6 separate regions of the Mus musculus genome follow, and regions 1, 3, 4, 5 and 6 are each linked to region 2. A link is a contact called in public HiChIP or PLAC-seq data. All regions are on one chromosome and are shown on one strand. Each heading gives the region's core, a stretch centred on a gene start, on an enhancer-like site or on the middle of the called end of the contact. The rest is flanking DNA. Distances are from core to core; before and after follow the strand shown. Region 1 holds the start of Mtss1 (MTSS I-BAR domain containing 1). Region 2 holds the start of Tmem65 (transmembrane protein 65). Region 3 overlaps Fer1l6 (fer-1-like 6 (C. elegans)). Region 4 overlaps Fam91a1 (family with sequence similarity 91, member A1). Region 5 holds the start of Klhl38 (kelch-like 38). Region 6 holds the start of Fam91a1 (family with sequence similarity 91, member A1).

What was found. HiChIP or PLAC-seq counts read pairs in DNA pulled down with a chosen protein or histone mark.
Region 1: a FOXA1 HiChIP or PLAC-seq map of pancreatic cancer cells shows a contact between it and region 2. The contact joins the promoter of Mtss1 here to the promoter of Tmem65 in region 2. A contact is called at or near these places in 4 of 484 Hi-C or Micro-C datasets (CD4 T cells and embryonic stem cells) and 1 of 115 datasets of contacts at active chromatin or transcription factors (pancreatic cancer cells).
Region 3: a FOXA1 HiChIP or PLAC-seq map of pancreatic cancer cells shows a contact between it and region 2. The contact joins the enhancer-like site here to the promoter of Tmem65 in region 2. A contact is called at or near these places in 1 of 39 promoter capture datasets (cranial neural crest), 1 of 15 datasets of contacts at CTCF or cohesin (the NIH/3T3 cell line), 4 of 484 Hi-C or Micro-C datasets (bone marrow-derived macrophages, cerebellum, nephron progenitors and 1 more) and 16 of 115 datasets of contacts at active chromatin or transcription factors (the NIH/3T3 cell line, the SCID.adh cell line, VIP interneurons and 12 more).
Region 4: an H3K27ac HiChIP or PLAC-seq map of extraembryonic endoderm stem cells shows a contact between it and region 2. The contact joins the enhancer-like site here to the promoter of Tmem65 in region 2. A contact is called at or near these places in 7 of 39 promoter capture datasets (the HPC-7 cell line, cranial neural crest, embryonic stem cells and 4 more), 2 of 15 datasets of contacts at CTCF or cohesin (the NIH/3T3 cell line and large pre-B cells), 13 of 115 datasets of contacts at active chromatin or transcription factors (bone marrow-derived macrophages, embryonic basal ganglia, embryonic forebrain and 8 more) and 1 of 9 other capture datasets (adipose tissue).
Region 5: a contact with region 2 is called in an HNF4G HiChIP or PLAC-seq map of pancreatic cancer cells. The contact joins the promoter of Klhl38 here to the promoter of Tmem65 in region 2. A contact is called at or near these places in 2 of 39 promoter capture datasets (cranial neural crest and frontonasal cranial neural crest) and 1 of 115 datasets of contacts at active chromatin or transcription factors (pancreatic cancer cells).
Region 6: a contact with region 2 is called in an H3K27ac HiChIP or PLAC-seq map of extraembryonic endoderm stem cells. The contact joins the promoter of Fam91a1 here to the promoter of Tmem65 in region 2. A contact is called at or near these places in 16 of 39 promoter capture datasets (the 3T3-L1 cell line, the C10 cell line, the HPC-7 cell line and 10 more), 2 of 15 datasets of contacts at CTCF or cohesin (the NIH/3T3 cell line and large pre-B cells), 16 of 484 Hi-C or Micro-C datasets (B cells, CD4 T cells, the G1E-ER4 cell line and 11 more), 20 of 115 datasets of contacts at active chromatin or transcription factors (the SCID.adh cell line, acute myeloid leukemia, bone marrow-derived macrophages and 14 more) and 3 of 9 other capture datasets (adipose tissue, embryonic stem cells and liver).

What each region holds. Positions count from the first base shown.
Region 1 is chr15:59,080,441-59,083,297 of GRCm38.p6, forward strand. It overlaps Mtss1 (MTSS I-BAR domain containing 1), which reads right to left and starts at 1,586. Exons shown (of 15, transcript NM_144800.2): 1 at 1,016-1,586. The coding sequence starts at 1,087.
Region 2 is chr15:58,821,893-58,824,748 of GRCm38.p6, forward strand. Tmem65 (transmembrane protein 65) reads right to left here and starts at 1,535. Exons shown (of 7, transcript NM_175212.4): 1 at 951-1,535. The coding sequence starts at 1,236.
Region 3 is chr15:58,545,415-58,548,660 of GRCm38.p6, forward strand. Fer1l6 (fer-1-like 6 (C. elegans)) reads left to right here. Exons shown (of 41, transcript NM_001370912.1): 3 at 2,905-3,019. Among named protein-coding and RNA genes, the nearest start is that of Fer1l6, 37 kb to the left of the region's middle. Within about 2 kb of position 1,872, at least 20 of the 459 cell types and tissues checked have an H3K27ac peak or open chromatin away from gene starts, as enhancers often do. A contact at or near this core is called in the NIH/3T3 cell line and pancreatic cancer cells, where this site is marked.
Region 4 is chr15:58,431,230-58,434,420 of GRCm38.p6, forward strand. It overlaps Fam91a1 (family with sequence similarity 91, member A1), which reads left to right. Exons shown (of 24, transcript NM_145959.3): 12 at 1-92; 13 at 1,286-1,398; 14 at 1,665-1,751. Among named protein-coding and RNA genes, the nearest start is that of Fam91a1, 17 kb to the left of the region's middle. Within about 2 kb of position 1,477, at least 18 of the 459 cell types and tissues checked have an H3K27ac peak or open chromatin away from gene starts, as enhancers often do. A contact at or near this core is called in extraembryonic endoderm stem cells, where this site is marked.
Region 5 is chr15:58,322,493-58,325,436 of GRCm38.p6, forward strand. Klhl38 (kelch-like 38) reads right to left here and starts at 1,677. Exons shown (of 4, transcript NM_177755.3): 1 at 1,467-1,677; 2 at 1-840. The coding sequence starts at 839.
Region 6 is chr15:58,414,058-58,416,919 of GRCm38.p6, forward strand. It overlaps Fam91a1 (family with sequence similarity 91, member A1), which reads left to right and starts at 1,411. Exons shown (of 24, transcript NM_145959.3): 1 at 1,411-1,720. The coding sequence starts at 1,649.

The DNA of each region.
Region 1 (2,857 bases), core at 336-2,835, 260 kb after region 2:
ATTAAACACCACCTCCCCGGATCTGTTGAGGCAGACTGGGGCTGGCCTCGAGCCAAAGAGAAGCTCCCTAAATACACTGGAAAAAAATGCCCCCCACTACCGCCCCCAATTCCCACTTCCAGGCAGCTCCTGGAACTGCTTCTATCTTATTAGGGTGGGTAACCTAAGTCACGGTGTACCTCTGAGCACCAGAAAACCCACAATCGAGGATCAGGTTATCTCCAGTCCCACCCTTTGCAGGAAAAGGCTAGGGTTGTTCCCCGCCCCCAACACACTCGCGCGCACTCACACGCACACACAATCCTTCCCAGAGAAGAGTGGGGTGTGGATGTGTGTTTGAGAGAGCTGGGTATAGTAGTTTTGGAAACCTCAACCTTGCCTTCCTGTTGTGAGCCTCTCAGGCTCGGGGTCCCTGGGAACTTCTGCGCCAAGCCCCGGGGGAGGGTATGGGGAATGCAAGGAACACCATCAGCAGCTCTGGAACAGACTAATTAATAACTAATTTGCTCAGATTCCCCTACTCCAGGTAGACCTGAAAGCCAAGCTTGTAACAACCCTGCCACCCAATCTCCCAGGCCGGAAGACTCTTTCCTGCAGCCAAGCAGGGGCCCCCACTACCGCTCCACCACCGCGCCAAGCACTCCACCCCAAACCCAGGGAGTCAGGTGTCCTCCAGGGCGTCCATCCTCCACGGGTCGCAGACACTCAGTCCAGGGACAGACAATGGAAAACTTGGAACTAGGGCCCTAAACCCCCAAAGGAACAAGATGGTGTCGCCCCCTGGGATTATGAATGCAGGGGTTGGTAAGTGGCATCAGACTCTCCCCCACTAGCCCCCGGGAAGTCGCCTGCCCAGTGACCCAGCACAGCCGGAGCAGTGCGGCGGGTAAGAAGGTGACACCCGGGTCGCCAGAGCTCCCGCAGGTGGCCGGCAGCGCCGGCGAGGGCCAGGCCGGCCGCGGTGGAGGGGAAGCCCCGCGGCGAGGTCAGAGCAGCCGCGCCCCCAGCGTCCTACCTTCATGTCGCTGATGATGGTCTGGAAGAGGCCTCCAAGCGCGCTGCATTCCTTCTCGATCACAGCCTCCATTTTCCCGGCGCGGCGGGGACAGGACACGCTCTCGGGGCGGCTGCACTGCGCACGGGGCCGGGCTCGCTCAGCCCGGGAGCGGTTTCACCCTGGGAGCGACCTACCTCCGGCTCGCCGCCGGTTTTGCAGAGAGCACGCGGTGCTCGCAATTTACTGCACTCTGCCCCCCCAAGTCCCAATCCAAGACGCCCAGCCGCTCCGGAGGGCGAGTCACCTATGTGCAGTGCTCGGCTCCTGGTCTCAAAAATGCCCGGAGAAGACTGACAATCAAGCCACCAAGAGTGCCCACGACGGAAAAGGCGAAGCCCATCTTGGTGCAGAGAAAACCGCCCGCTGACCCGGGGCCAGCGCCATTTACGAAAAAAAAAAAAATGTCTTCCAAATATAATTTTTTTCTGAAACTCCAAAATAAAGAAAGAGAGAACGAAAAAGGGCAGCAGCAGACGAGGTCAGCTCGCGTCGCCCGGATCTGTTGCTCGCAGACGCGGCCGCCGCCTCCTTTTTACTCCTGTGCGCCCGGCCCCGCGCTCGCTCTGGCGGTGCTCCCGGGGATGTTGCGAGGAGCGCACGCGCGCTCGCGACCGTCTGGCGCGGGAGCGCGGGGGAGGCGCGCGCCCGCGGCTCGTGCGTGAGCCGCCCGAGGGCGGGGCTGGGAGCGCGCGCTGGCTGAGAGGCGTGCAGAGCGCCTGCTGCAAGGAGGAGCTGGCGGGAGGGTAGGCGAGCCCGGTGTGCGTCTCCCGGACGTTCAGAGCGCCTCGTGCGGCGAGGGTCTCTGAGTGGAGAGGGCGAGTGAGCGCCCAGCCGCCCACAATGGCAGCTAGCGTGCAGGGAAGCCGCGCTGCACCTCCGGCCCCGCCCCTCGAGGGACCTGCAAGGTCGGCACGTTGAGCGCTGCGCCCCGCACCTGGTGAGCGACCAGTGAGGCGGGAAAGCTGTTACTGCTGTCGCTGCTGCAGCCTCTGGAGAAGAGGCCTCTTCGATGATGTCAGGACTGCAACGCCCGAGTCACGGCTGCAGGGAGCCAGCTACAAGATTAGGGAGAGTCTGGGAAGAGTATCCTGCGGTGGGATGCTGAGTTCCAGAAAGTTGCAGGGCGCTAGATTGATCTGCTGAGGCTGAGCGAACGCAAAGGGCATCAGGGTTCCTAATCACTTGCCCATCTGTCTGTACAGATCGTTGGCTGCATATGGCTGGAATGCTGATGGTTTTCCAGCCAGGGTTGCCATAGCCACAGAAAACCCCCTTGAGAAGTTTTTAAAAAGGGCACCAAAGACTGAGGTGGGCTTGATAAATGTGTCCCTAGCATCTCTGCCTAACTCCGTAGCCAGGAGCACTTATTCTGACGTCTTCCGGTGTCTGGTAGGGGATCAAATGGGCAACTTGTAAACGATCTTAAAGCACCTAATTGAACCGTTTGCAAGAGTCAACGGAACCCGTGTCGAGCTTGACCAAAAGGATCCTGTCAAATGCTGTAGTCCCAATTAACTCAGTTTAGTAAGTCATTCTTTCAACACTGATCAAAAGAATGTAGGGAACTCTGCACAGAACACTGATGTTTGTATTTTCCTTCAGGTCACTCTCCCTGACATCTGGAGAGGCCAAACCTTCTGTAAGTCACTTCTGTGCAGCAACCCTGCTGCTTCCGGCCCTTAAGGAGATTCAGTTGCAAATACCTCACCTGCACCTTGCCCATATTAGTACTTGACACGTGCTGTGTTCTCCGGAATTGTTTTTTTTTATGTTAATGTCGCTGTTATTATAATGATCCAA
Region 2 (2,856 bases), core at 285-2,784:
CGAATCAGTGCTGAAGTGTTCTATACTTCAGAACTTACAGAATGTTTACATAATACTTTATATTACCAACTTCAACTATTTAAAAACTTCCTAACACATCCAAATGTCACATAAAGAGTAGCTGTGTTTTTGTGTATACAACAGAATTTACATAGCAAGAAAAAAAAAACTTTAAAGACTGAATCCATTGTAGTCTTTGCATCTTTTCAATGCCTTTTCACATACACTCAAATTCTGACCTACCACATTCCGCACTTGTTTTAAAAATATCCTATCTTAACGTGTCTGTTTAAAAATAGCTTTCCTTTCATCCTTTCCCAATTATTTTTAAGTAGAAGTGTGCTTTTCATTTTCAAGTCACAGATTTCTTAGCCCCAACCACCCAAAAACTCACTTCATTCTTTCAAACTCCAAGGAAACAAACTCTGGAGTTCAATTTGAATCTCCAGACTTCCAGTACACACTCAGTTGCTGGCTCGATACAATCTTTCCTTGGGCCATTTCACAACCAAATGTGAGAAGCAATATAACAAACCAAGAGCATCTTGGGAGGGGACATCCACACACCTTCAAGAAAGTTTCCGGCTGCCTGCCCAGTTCCTGGCACTTTCTTAGACCAGGCAGGGCATGCCACCTGCATGGGTACACGGTCTCAGGAAGACACCAAAGGCTTAGGGAATGGAGGGCTGGAGAGAGGAGGCACAGGACAAACCAAAACACAACCCTGAGAGGCAGCTGACATTTCAGGATGAAGCTCCGAAATTCCACGGCCAGGGAGGCACCAGCCAAGCTCGGCCCTAACTACCTGGCACGATCCGCTCGTGTCCTGTCTTGGGGACACTCGGAAGGTGGAAAGTTTCCCCTTTCGGCCGTGCCAGGAGCGGGGCAGAGTGTGGGGAGGCGACAGGGGTCTGAGAAGTAGGTCTTCCCAGGCGGCCCCACCCGCTTACCTTGTGCGATGGCAATGGACTCGAAGCGGTGCAGCTCTTTGAGCAAGCAGCTCCTCTCCGTGGAGTGCAGGCTGTAGATGAAGTCGCGCGCGCCCTGCGCCGTGTTCAGCGCCTCCATGGGCTCCTTCTTGGGGTGTGTGCCCAGAAGCCGGGGACCGCCGGGAACCCCGAGCGCCAGCAGTCCCCGGCCGCAGCAGCACCAGGACGGCAGGCGGGGCGCGGCGGCAGGGCCGGGCCTCAGGCTGCGCGCCGTCCGGCTCCCCAGCAGCGGCAGCAGCCGGGACATGGCGCTGGAGCGCGACCCCCGCAGCGGTCCCAAGGGAAGACGGCTTCGGGGCGCAGCTGGACAGAGGCTCAGGAGCTGGGCTCAGCCCGGCCCCGCCCCGGGTCCTCCTGACGCGCGGCCCGGGCGCCCGACACCATGCACTCGGCGGGCCCGCGCGGCGACCGCCTCCCAGCCGTGCCCGCTCCGCTTCCCGCAGGCCGTGAGCCCGGGAAAACTTTCTGCGCCGCGGCCGGGCCGGGAGCTCGGAGCGGGCGGGCGGTGCGGGCGGGCGGGCGCCTCCCGGATGAGGAGCGGCGGCGCGGGCGAGCTCGGCGAGCGTGTCTGATCTTCCAGAGGGATGAGTCACCGCGCGCCGCCCTCCTCCGGCGCCGCCCTCCGCCGCCGACCGCTTTCCCACCCTCTGGCCTCACGCCGGCCTCACTCGGTAGGGCTGCTGCGCCCTCAAAGCAACCGCGCCGTGACAATCAGGCCCGAGCCGCAGCCGCCACCCCTAGCGGCGGAGCCCGGGATAGGAGGGCGGGGCGGCAGGGACTGGGCGGGGACTGGGCGGGGCCACGCAGGCGCATAGCCGCTTGGGAGGGAGCTCATCCTGGAGTCTCCACCCACTCCTTTGCGTGGCAAGGAAAGGAAGGGGTGCTTACCCCGTCAGACGGCATCCGCCTGTGTTAAATGCACGGCAGAGAGCAGCAAAATAGAGTTCAGGGCTGGATGCCCGGCGGGGTGGTGCAGCTCCCGCACTGCTCTCCGAAGCACCGTCCTAAATCTGGAGTTCGGACGGCCCTGGAGGAGCAGCCGGATGGATAAGAGCCTCGTGGGGTCACCGCACCCAGCCCAGGCCTGCGGGACATGAAGCACAAAGAGCCGCACCCTTCGCCAAGCCAGAGAGTGCCCACCGAGGCCAGACAGTGCGGCGCTGAAACGCCCTCTCTGGCAGCACCCTGGGGAAGGCGGCAGGGCCGGCTCAACCCGTCCCAAAAAGAGGAGGGTGTGAGGCTGAGACTTAAGATTTGGGGAGGAGAATACTCTTCCCTGACCCGACAGCTGTTTACTTGGAGATTGTCAACTCTGGAGCCAGGGCGAGAATGTCATAAACCTTTATCGAATGGTCTCTGGGGATTTATGTCCCTCTTTTGGTGCCACGCGGAGGAGAGACTCATCCCTCTTGCCCAGATCCTAGATATTTGCAAGGCCAGGGTCAAATGTCACCTCCTTCATGAAACGTTCCCTTCTTTGTAAGGAAGATCACTGCTTTATCTGAACCTATCTGAGGACACTTAGGCACCCTATCTTAGAAAAATAAATCTGCTTAGACGATAAATCTACTCAAGTGTAATCAAGATCCAAATCCCCTCCTTATCGTAACCACTGCTGCAGCTCAGAACCTTGCATGAAGTGAATGTGCTATAAGCACGTAAGACAGCACAGCCAGTCCCACAGCTGTGGTTTTGAACTTGCAAATGCAATGAACCTCAGACCAAAAGTACTTGGAAAAAAAAGATGTATCTGCAGACTTTCTCATTATTCCGTTAATGGAACAGTGTAACAACTATTTCCGTGCACCTACACTGTATTGGTTATTATAAGTAATCCAGAGATGATTTAAAGTATGTCGGAGAGTCC
Region 3 (3,246 bases), core at 622-3,121, 280 kb before region 2:
GGCTGAGCGGGAGCCTGTTCGGGAGTCTCTAGATCCCTGGCTCGTTGACACAGAGATTATCAGTGCATCCAGAGAAGGGCTCTCTTGGGAGTCACGGTCAAATCAAGACTTTCAAAGTGGGAAGGGGGCCACAAGAGAACAAACAACAGAGATGGGAGTTCAGGTGTGTGTGTGTGTGTGTGTGTGTGTGTGTGTGTGTTTTGTGAATGGAAACCCAGGTTAGTCCAGAAAGAACTGAGCAAGGCTTGGGTCAGCAGAGAACAGAGAAGGGTGGCAAGGCCAGGTGGTCAGGAGGAGCAGGTGGAAGCCAGATGGGACAGGACATCCACACTGAGTCACATGTGGACTTCAGATTGTTTCCTAAGTAGGGGTGGGAAGCCACTGGGGTGCTTTAAGAGAGGTCATGTGCTATCGTTCATTTTGGTTTTGTGAAGATCACTCTGCACAGATGGTGAGTGAGAGAGCATCATAAATCAATGGGCAAAGGAGTGCCAGCCATAAAGAAGCTGCTGCGGGGGACTTTCCTACGTTGAGAGGTCTCTCTCACACTCCAGAGTGTAAGCCCCAGAGGAAGGGGCCCATGGTCTGTTAGTTTCCTCTCCAGCATCCAACCTTGCACATTGTTTCACTTTTTGAGGTACCTAAGGATGCTTACTGCAATCTGCATCTAATGCCAGAAGCTCTGCATACATAAGGCTCAGTCATCTGCAGAGAATAGGCATTTATTTTATCTTGTTGCTGCAAGGCTACAAGCCACTCAACCCGGCACTAGTGTTTCCTCGGCTGACCCTTTGGTCTGGCTTTGGCCTGAGTTTCCTGACTGAGACCACAGTAAACAAGGTTCCTCTTCATCCAGCTCTTCTCTATTGCTACAGAGAATCAAATGTGGCCATGCCTGGGAGTGGGCTGATGGAGTCTCTCTCTATGGTGTTTTGTTTTGTTTTGTTTGTCTTGTTTTGTTTTGTTTTTGGCATAGTTGTCTGGTTAAAACCAGAACCCAAAAATGTCAAAGCTGGAAAGCACATTAGAAATAATTCGGTTGATGCACTTCTAGTTGAGTCTCAGAGGTCCTGGGAACAGCTACTGGGATGCCCTAGGGGAAAGCCTCATTTCCATCGCTCAGAATGACACCCGGAAAGCTTAAAACAAATGAGCTTTTGGCATAGAGTGTGTCATTTTGAGACTTTTCCCTTCCCAATATCTAGTTCTGCTTTGATTCACAGGTAGAAATTCCTAGATGATGAGATTTTTAAAAATACAAATACATACATTCTTATGCGTGCACACATATACATACACAAGTGCACACATTTGAACACATGCACACATGCAAGCATGCACACACAAGCACATACACACACACACGTGAGAGAGAGAGAGAGATATTCAATATATACTTGCATCTATAAAAAGAACCTGATTGCTTTAAACAGTTTTGAAGACCCTTTCCTCATATAATCATCATTTTATAGAAGGAAAAAGATCAGGAAAATCTTTCTGACTCACTTAAGCTTCCTTAGGCTGTGACAGGCACAGGGCTGGGGCACTGTTGTGTTTATCTTCCTAATGACTTTATGGTATATCAGGCACCAGCCCTGCCTTAACTATAGATAAGGAAAACATAGACCCACGGCAAGGTAAGTAAGGTGCACATGTGTGGCAACCTTGGGTCATCGGGCACTGTTCCCATGAATGACATCAGCATCCTCCCCTTAGGATGGGCAGATCTGAGGGTATGACTACAGTCCACTCACTTGACTTTGCTAAGTTCTTATAAATCTGTTTCCTTGGGGCTCCCTAGTGACCTGCTCTCCCTACAGTAGGTAAGTTGGTAGCTTAACACATGCGTTCTTTCACGGTTATGATGCCTAGATGCCTGATCCATGAGTCAGCATCTGTGGGCCAAAAACCTGAAGAACCTTTCTTCCCCTTCCAACTTCTGCATCACTCAGCATTCTGTCACTATGACAAAATTCCTGAGGTGACCATCTGATAAGGGAAAGATGTATTTTTAGCTCACAGTTTCAGTCCATGGATGCTTGGTTCTTAGGCAGCAGAAGAACCAAACATTGTAGGAATTCATTGTAGAGTAATAGCAGGGCAGGCCAGGATCCCGACCTCTACTGCATAGACATGCCCCTGGTTACTTAACTCCCTTCCACTAGGCCCCACATCTTACAGGTCTCCTACCTTTTAGGCATGGCATGATTTGACCACCAGAAATTCAACACATGACCTTGGGGACATTTAAGATCTAAACCATAACAAGGTGGGGTGAGGCTGTACTGTTCCTTGCTTTGTGATAGTTAGGGGTCAGGCTAATCTTTGTCTCCAGAGTCCCACAGCTGTCTTTGGCCCTGTTTAAAAATCTCTGTCTGCTCCTTCTTGTGATGATGCATATGATTGCAATGAGGTCCCACATGATAACACAGCATCATCTCCTTGTCTCCTTAGCCACTCCTGTGTCTGCAGTGGCTCCTACCGGCCCTGCTCAGCTTTCACTCTATGGACTTGTAGGATCCAGGGATGAGACCCTGTCTTTTTACAGCATGAGATTTTTGCTGTTAGAAGCTGGCTAGCACACTCAAGAATGACCACTCACTGGGATCTTGCCTCGGGTTTCCCGACTGTTTCATTTATTTTGGGAGACTGTTTTTGTCAAGGTCTTGGATAGGTTTCCTTAGTCTGTACATCTGTTTGTTTGAACCTTCTATCCCTTCTTACAAAGGAATGGATACACACACATTAAACTATGCATCTGTCTGCCTGGCTTTTCTGTTAATACCATATCTGATTCAATAGTGGTAGGGGCTCCGGTGCCTTCCATCGTGGTGGGCAGAAAGTGGAGGCTTGTTTACCATCATATACTTAACAAAAATCCTCTTTCTTCATTTGTTTCTCTAGATGGTAACGAGTCTGAAATACCACAGAAAGGACCTTCTCATCAGGAAGGTCCAGAAGACTTGACTAAGGACGATGCTTTCCTTGCACCCGGTCCCTCGGCTCCTTCAAAGAGAAGGTATGGTGTTTGTATAGTTAGCCCACTCACTTTGCACCCTGGGTATGCCAGGCTCCCAGAAGACTGGAGAGACCTAGTTTCTGTCCACCAGGAGCCAAAGGGCTAAGATGGGAAGAGAGTTCTGTGTTCATTCAACTTCTCTCAGAGTGGCAACCTTCAGATGCTGGCCAGCCTTCAGCACAATTCTGGTCCCACTAGCTTCAGGATGAGCTGTGCTGCTGGGAGCA
Region 4 (3,191 bases), core at 227-2,726, 390 kb before region 2:
GCTCTTATCGTGGGATGGCGGGGAGAGTAGGAGTCCCGTGCAAGAAGCCTCTTCTGCTACTGACACAGACACAAATAGTCAAGAGGATCCAGGTCAGCAGCCGCTCACCTCAGTGTGCTTTACAGTCTGTCTGTCGGTGCGCCCTATGTCCAGACACAGCCCTGCATCTCCTTTATAGCTCTGCTTTTGGCTTCCTATGTGGTGTGCAGTCTGAGTCCTTACCAGTGTTGTGAACACCGAAGGTATAGGACAAATAAGAACGTGGCATTTACTGTCAGGAAGTTAAGTTGAGGGAGGAAGGGATGGAGTATAGCCCCCCAACATAAATAGTCGTAGTGTCTGGGGCTGCAAAAATAAACAAAGTCCCAACCTTTGCCTTCAGGAATAGGATGTGGTTAGAGCGGCTGTGAATTCACTGGTCACACAGGAAAGGCCATGTTAGCCAGAGAGAGAGTGCCAGCTAAGGCCAAAGGGAGACGCTGAGGGTACTCGGAGCCTGGGCTGGCCTTTCTCCTGTTCTGCCTGTCACCTGGGCCACACACTCAGGAACATAAGCCTGTTGGTAGTGCTTATTGAGCTGATGATTACCAAGGATGTTTGTTTATGGTTTTCAAGGAAATTAACTGTGCTTGTAGGCTTTTCTCTTGCTCTGATAAAACACCAAGACCAAAAGCAACTTGAGGAGGAAAAGGGTTTATTTGAGCTTCCAGCTCACAGCCCGTTGTGAAGGGAAGCCAAGACAGAAACAAGCAGGAGTTCAGGCAAAGGCCCCTGAGGAGTGCTGCTCACTGGTTTGCTCCCCAGGCTCCAGCTCTTTCTCATACTTCCCAGGACCATCTGCACAGAGCTGGGCCCTCCCACATCAATCAGTAGTCAAGAAAATGCCCCACTTATGTGCCTTCAGGCTAGTGTCTCAGAGATATTTTCTCAATTGAGATTCTCCCTTCTTCAGTGATCCTGGCTTGTATCAGTTTGATTTGACAAACTAGCGCAAGAACACAAATCTAAATGTCTTAAAAAAAAAAAAAAGAAAGAAAGAAATGGTACATATCTGTAATCTTTGTACCAGGGAGCTAGATGCAGGAGGATTGGAATTCAAGGCCAGTCCTTGCTACATAGTGAGACCCTGATGCAAAATACTTGAATATCTTAAGACTATGGTATTGGTTATATTTAATTAAGTTTGTTTGGCTGTTCAGATAAAGCTGAAGCAAAAACTTAGTTCAGAAGATAAGCAAAGAAGGCTTTCATTGACTTGATTCCATATTTCATTTTTTTCTTTCAGCTGACACGGCCAGTGTGAGCAGTTTGAGTCTGTCCACTGGGTACACAAAGCGAATTGCATTCCTGTTTGACTCCACTCTGACTGCATTCTTAATGATGGGAAACCTTTCACCGGTGAGTGGTATGCTGTGGGTGTAACGAGGTTTCAGTAAAGATAAGATATAAAGTCATTTGCTGCTGTGCAAATGTCTTTAAGATTAGAACAGGTCCTGAAAGCAGCCAGCTGTGTTACATTCCTGTGAGCAGTGTGAGTGTCCAATGAGGAGTGAAGCACACGCTCACGTTGCCTGTCCTTCAGTTTTAATGTAGTAGAAGCATAGTAAATGTTGTTAGCATAAAAAAAGGAAAAGCAGAGTTTAATAATGTGCTTCTTTTTGCAGAACTTGAAAAGCCACGCAGTCACCATGTTTGAAGTAGGCAAACTCTCAGATGAGTCTCTGGACAGCTTCCTTATAGAATTAGAGAAGGTGAGTGCCCTGGGCTGCCCGTCTGGGACCTTTCCTACTGCACACCAGGGCGGCTCTCCAGTGTACATGCTCCTTGTCCTGGAGCTTGGGATATTCCTGCTGCTTCCTGTCTCTGCTCTACCCCATCTTCTCCTGTGGAGCTCTTTAGACGTCAGCACAGTGAAGGAGTGAATGAGTTCTGTGATTTGTAAGGTGACATGACTAACTTCTAATATGATTTGATATGCTGAGAAACAGGGTAGAGATATTTTAGCCCGTGTACTGTCTATAATCTTTTCTATCTAGCCTTTTATTATTTTTAATTTGATAGGACTGAGGTAAGGTCTGAGGCTGTTGTTATTTAAGTTTTTGTTCCTGTTGTTTTTAATGTGGAGCGGTGTTCCTGAGTGTTATAGTTATGCCTGCTGTATTGTCTCTCCCTGTGAGTGAGTGAGCCCAGTCCCTCACGCTGCTGCTGCTTCTCACTGCTTTCATCCTGGCCCCTGGTCTTTGTGTTCTCTTTGTCAGACCTGCAACCTGGCTAATAGTTTAAGTAGATTTTTGTGGTTTAGTTATGAATTTTATATGTTAAATGTTCAATTTAGAGAATTTGTAGTGGTTTTGTAATTCCTTTAGTCATAAATAAATAGGTTTTTACTATTCCATAGGAATTTTATATTCATTAGTGCAAAAAATATATGAAATAATACTGTTGTAATAAATGTTTAATGTCAGTTGGGGGTTTCTATCCATCCTTTGATCATTCAGTTCCCAGATAAAAGACATACAACTTTTATATTTATAATAAGCCTTTAACGCATTAGAGCTAGGCATATATCTATCCTCTAAGCTACTAAAACCCCCTTCCTCACTAATAATGCTGAGTTATAACTTGCCTTGTTCCATGTGGGCAGCTCTTAACCCCCATTGGCCAGTGCTCATGGCGGTGTGTTCATGACTCACATGTCCCATGGCATCTTCTCTCCCCACCTTCTCTCTCCCCTGCACCCCCTCCCCTCATGGTTCTCTTCAGACCCCAAGCCTGGGAACCCAAACTCGGCCTCCCTCTCTTCTTCCCAGCAATAGGCTGTGGGCATCTTTATTCAGTCAGTAGTTCTCAATTAAGAAGCAAGGTCACATAGCACCACTTGGTGTACACGTGGATTCTCTTGTCCCTGGGCAGCCCTTGGGCCAGTATTTAGTGGTACAATAAAGAGCAACAGACCAAACCTCAACATAATACCTACCAATTGGTTTTGTGTTTGTAATCTCCATTCCTTATTCTTCCAGATGTTTTGTTAGTTATGGTTTTTATCTCTTACTGTACACTTCATGTTCTGATCTGATTATTCTTGTATGCTTTTTTTGAATGAAGCAGAACTGGCTTTGGAACTTTTCCCTCTTTGAATCATACAGAGGACACAAAGCTTATAAACTGTGCTACTCTGGTTTATTCCGTTG
Region 5 (2,944 bases), core at 427-2,926, 500 kb before region 2:
CTCCTTGGGGGCATGCGCCATAGGAGTTTACAATCCTGGGCACTGGGACCATACAAAGAGAAGATCTGTTTCCTGGCCATCTCCAGGATGGCCTGGCAAGCAGGCGAGGACTGGAGGAGGGCGTCATTGGCAATGAAGTGATGGAAGAAGGCTGGGTGGATGTACTGCAGGCGGACCTGCTGCAGCAGTTCCTGCATGTGCCTCCACCGGGCTTGAAGGTCATGCTTCACCCAAGCCATGAGGGCCTCGAACACCTTTTCCTCCTCACCACAGAGCCTGTCATCTCCCAGGTAGTCCCTCAGCTCCATGGCGCAGAGCTCCTTCAGGTCAGCTGATGCTGCCACCTCTGGGAAGTAAGTCAGGGCCACCTCCTTCGCTTTCTTCTTAAGGCTGTCACAGCTTAAGATTTCTGCGAGTCTGACTAGGCCCAGGCAATTGCTGGGGGCCAGCTGGCTCTGGAGGTATGAGGAGCAGGCCTCAAACACCCGGGGATACTGCAGCATGGCAGCAGCCTCCATCAGTGGGAGGACGTTGGCAGCTGAGATATGAACCTCTCCCGTATACACATACGTAATGACCTGCTCCAGAGTTGTGGAACTGATGCCTTTCATCTGCACTTTGGCCTCTCTGCTCTCCCGGAAGTGGCTGCAGAACATGGCCTTGAAGTAGGGGCTGCTGGAGGCCAGCACACTGCGGTGACAAGGGACCTCCCAGGCCCCGGAGCAGATGCTCACATCAGTCAGGATCTTGCTTTGTCTTAAGCCATTGAGCTGTCTTAACAAGTCAGAGGAGAAGCTGTGGTCTTTGAAGACAACCCCATCTGGTAACTCCTCATCCATCCTACAAAGAAGAAGGGATGCTTCAGACGGAAGCAAAATCAAGGCTTTCTCACAGAGTACACTGGAAGGGTTAGCTGTGGGGGCTCCAAGTCTCATTTATCTATTTACCACTATCTATTTACCAAGACAGTGGAATCACGAACAGTAGACCACATTGTACATCCAAGAGGAAACCACCCTCACCCTAGACCACAGAGTGATCTACTTCAGGCTGTTATTATCTTCAGAGATAAAAGACACACAGCATCTCCAGCTATGCACAGGCATCTTCCAACCAAAGTGAATAGTCAGGGACTCACATATTAGCCTGACACGAGAATAGTCCATGCCTTTGATAAGAAAGGTACACTTTTGTCCAGATTCTCATCAGATTTGCCAGGTAATTCATCTAGGAATCTTTCTGAGGGTTAGTTGCTCACCAAGGCTAGAATTCGAGGGTGTGGTCATCTGGTCACAGAAGTGATGGGGTCACAGTGGGCTGCTGCAAGATCTAGATAGAAGACTCTGGGCTCTTTGGTTTTTATTTTAAAGATGCAATTAATAGAGAACAAAGACCAAACACTTCTGTGGTTTATTGGTGACACTGGCTGTCTGCCTGCTGAGAAATGACATATGAGGGACACTTACCTTGTTTTGCTGCAGTGACATCCACTGATGCTGGGTCTGTCTTGTCCTCTCAAGATTTCTACCTTAGGCTCGGAATAAAACCATAAAGCCCGGGCCTTTCCGTTGGCAAGTTCTCTGTCCTCGGAGAGTTCTGGGTTTGTTTATGCTGCAGGCACTTTCACAGTTTCTAGAGCTCTGTACAAGGGCTGCCGGGCAGGCAGACAGTGTATACATTCCAAGGCTAAGAATAGCCGCATATGTACTTTCCAATGTTATGACATGTGACTTTCCAGTTGCCTTTTGCAGCCACCCGAGGGCCTGCAGGGCTGCGCATGCCCACATGCCTTGTTTCCTTGGCGAGTGTTTACATCGGTATAAATAGAAAGAGAGGAACGCGTTCTCTGAACAAGGCTTTGCTGCCCATTTGGACACATCCCGAGCCCCTTGTCCTAAGAGTGCCTGGGAACTCTAGATGTCTGTAAACAGGTTGCTGTGACCTGTGCAGAATCATTGAAGGCAGCTCTGGGTCACAGTCGAGGTAGCAGGTGCTCATGGGAGGGGCAGAGAGTGGACAGAGCCCTGGGTGCTCTTCAGGGGACATCCATGTAGCACCTCCTGCCTGAGAGGACTTCTGTGAGGGCTCCAGTTTCCCTTTTAGGCTATCAAGGCAAAGGAGCCCAGAGGAAAGGCTCTTTTTGCTTGTTTTTTGCTTGCTTGCTTGCTTGCTTGCTTGCTTGCTTGCTTGCTTGCTTGCTTCTTAAATATTTTTAGTAATCTGTATAGTCTTGTGAAAGTCCTGACTCTAATCAGGCATTCTGTCCCCATGTCTGTCTGTCTGTCTCCCCCCCTCCCTCCCTCCCTCCCTCCCTCCTTCCCTTCCTCCCTCCCTTCCTTTCTCGCTCCCTATTTGTGTATTCTGACTTATAACAACTGTTGAGTCTGCCACCTGCCCCTTCTGGATACCTGCTAACTGCTCTTCAGCTGGGCTCTCTTACACTCAGCCTTCCTTTTCTGTCTCCTCTCACCAGACAGAAGTGAGTTAGATGCAAGGGGCAAGGCACAGTGATCCAGGTGGAAAAAGAGCAGTGGAGAATGGGATGAGGAGAAAGGAGGAGGAGGAAGAAGAGAGGATCAGAAGGGGTAGAGGAGAGTGAAGAGGAGGGAAGGATGGAGAAAGAAGGAAGGGAAAGAGAAAGCAAGAGGGAGGGAGGGAAGAGGAAGAGAAGATAAGAAAAATAAAATGGAGAGGAAAGAAAGACTGAAGAAGGAGGGAGAAGGAGGAAGAGAAGGCAAGGTGGAGGGAGACAGAGAGGGATGGAAGGAAGAAGCTGAGGAGAAAGGAGGGGAGGGAGGAAGGAGGAGAGGGAGGGAGAAAGAATGAGGAGGAAGAGGAGGAAGAAAAGGTACTATAGAGGGAAAGAGGGTGGAAAGAAGAGGAGGAGCAGGAGGACCTGAAGAAAGAAGAGAAGGGAAATACTGGTGGGGGTGAAGAAGGCAAT
Region 6 (2,862 bases), core at 161-2,660, 410 kb before region 2:
ATTTTGTTACTTACATTATACTAGATAAAACGATTCTGAAGAATACTGTTTGTTCACATGCGAATTATGAAAAATGTAGGGGGTATTTATTTCACTAACTCTAAATGAACTTTCCTAAACTAAAGCAGGAGACAGAATATTTCTATGAAGGGTGTTCCTGAGGAATTCACAGGATGGTTCCAATAAACAGCCTTGGGCTGGGCCTGGACAGTTGGCCCAGCAGCTAAAATCACTTGCTTTTGTTTAGCAAAAAAAAATCTGAAATCCAACTTCTGGGCACCTGATATCTGATGCTCTCTTCTGGCCTCTGAAGGTACAAGGCACACTGGTGGTGCACACACACACACACACACACACACACACACACACACATGCAGGCAAAACACTCATACATAAAATAATACATTGTGAAAACCAGTGGGCTCTGCCATTCTGAGGGCTCTTGTAGCCCTGCCAACCTCACTTTCTTCTTCTGATAGGCCTAGTCGCTGTGGCAATGTTTCACTGACTGTTGAGGCAAGGGAATGATACATAGTAGACAGATCATACTTTTGAATACTGTTGCATTACTGGAGTTCAGAACATTTTAGCTACGTTGAGGAGGATCTCAGCAGGATAGGAAGTTACTGCGATCAGATAACCAGACCAATACACCTATGTAAGAGCAGTGTGTACCATAATAGTTTCAAATAATTAGATATAATGGCATGCCTCAGACTGGCCAGTTGTTGAGGTATGGATTAAGCGTCTTTAATGTTTTCAGTTCTTATCAGTAGTGTATAACAAAACATGACTTAAAAACATTGCTTTAAAATGAAAAAATAGACAAAGAACCACTGAAGTCTTGCAGTTAAATGAGTTTGCTTAGGAAATAAAATATACTCTGGAAGAAACCGTTCCCAAAGACCTCAGGAGAGCTGTAGGGATAACCATCCCAGTTCTGCGTTTAAAAAGGCGATCGAAGCAAGTTAACATTTCTGCACCTCAAATCCCTACATTTTAAGAATTTGGATCTTGGAAGGAGTCCAACGTTCTCCATCCCCAGGATACAGCGAATGCTTGGAAGGGATGACGCCGCTAGCGACTCTAGGCCAATGGGTGGGGGGGGCCCAGGCATACTCGGTGTTCTCTTGTTCGGCAGGGTGGCGAGAGTGGTTCTTTCATTAGAAGCGCTTTTGCTCAGACAACCGACAGAGCCATTGGAGACACACATTCGGGAAACTGAGTCACACAAACCCAGAGGTGCAGACCAGGGAGCCTCTGTCACCCCAATGCGCAGGCGCGGCTGGCTGGGCTCGGAGGGTCTCTGAGTCCCGCCTTCCTCGCACCGTTCAACCACGTGCGGGGGGTGGGGTGGGGGCGGAGCTCCACGCTCGGACCTAGGCCAGTGAGCGGAAGTGACGTCGGCACAGAGCCATTTCCGGCAGGCCGAAACTAGGAAGAAACTTGGAGCTGCCGAGGCGCGGGTCGTAGTTGGCGCTCCCGTCCGTGCCCCGTGGCCGGCGCCGCGCGGACCTGTGGGGGCCTGGCCATGGGGCGGCGCCGTGCTCGTGCGGCCTAGACGTGCGGGCTCCGCTGACAGGCCGGGCGCTCGCGGGCGGCAGGCGGCGTGGCAGCCGCGGCCGCCGCGGGCCTGGGCTCCGGCATCATGAACATCGACGTTGAGTTCCACATCCGGCACAATTATCCTTGGAGCAAGTTGCCAACGAACGTGAAGCAGGTATGGCTCCGCCCTGCTTCTCTGTCGCCTGACCTGCGGGCCGTCGGGGGGCTCGGGGAAACTGGGCGTGCGCTGTCTCCCAAGAAGGCTGGACGGGTGTCCCCCCGGACTCGCCTGGTACCTCGGCCTGCAATCTTTATTTTAATAAAGTCCCCGGGCCCCCAAACTTGAGAGTGGTGGGAGAAGGGAGTGCAAAGCGACAGATCACACGTACCTCCTCTGGAGCGTTTCTGGGGGTTAGGTTGCCTGCTTGGAGTTGCATGTGTAACTGAAAGCATTTAAAGTTGGCCCTGGAAGACCACTAAAAGTTACTAAGATGAGGAACGAAGGCCCTCCACCCCCGGGAAGAGGGAAGAGTACGTCTCCGGAGCTGTGAACAATCACCAGAGTTCGGAGACGTGTTCCGATCCACTTGGAAATGTTGGCTGGATGCGTGAGGGTGATAGCTGCCGAGGCTGACAGAGCAGTCAGGCCTGATTTGGAAGGGTACGTGTGTGGTTTGTGTTGTCGGACTTCGTCCTTTACACAGCCTGAGTTTATAAAGGATCAACGGGAGCATGACCCGAGGGGTTTTGTTTTTGTTTTTTAATCGAATGCTTACAATGAATGGTAGTTTTACTCAGTCGTGTTTACTGAGCATGCAGATAGTTTAAGGATCCTGCCTCCACGGAGAGTCTTTTCTGTCAGAGACAGAGTAAATGGACTGGTGAAAGAAAAGAACGGATAGGTGGTTTGAACTTTTACGAAGGCCTTGATGTGTGTGCTTACATGTATAGTATGTTTACTACATGCAATGCAGGGGTTCGCTGCCCACCGTTTCTAAGTTCCTCTGATTTCTGGTTTCTCTTGGTGGTGGGCAGCAGGTATACTTTTGGAATTATGGAATGGTGGTGGTAATGTTTTTATGATTCTTGTGATTTACTTTGAGTCCTAGTTCTAGAGAACGAGTTAAGGGTCTGGTGGACATCACGTGACAAAATACTTCTAAGACACCAGAACCCTAGGTGTGTTTCAGGGGCAAAGGTCTATAGGTTGTCAAAGATGTCAAGTTTCTGAAACTTGAAAAAAGGAACAAGTCTAAATCTTTGGGAATAAGTTCCTCTTAAATTTGAATGAGTTTAGCAGATAGTTTTTGTTCTTTA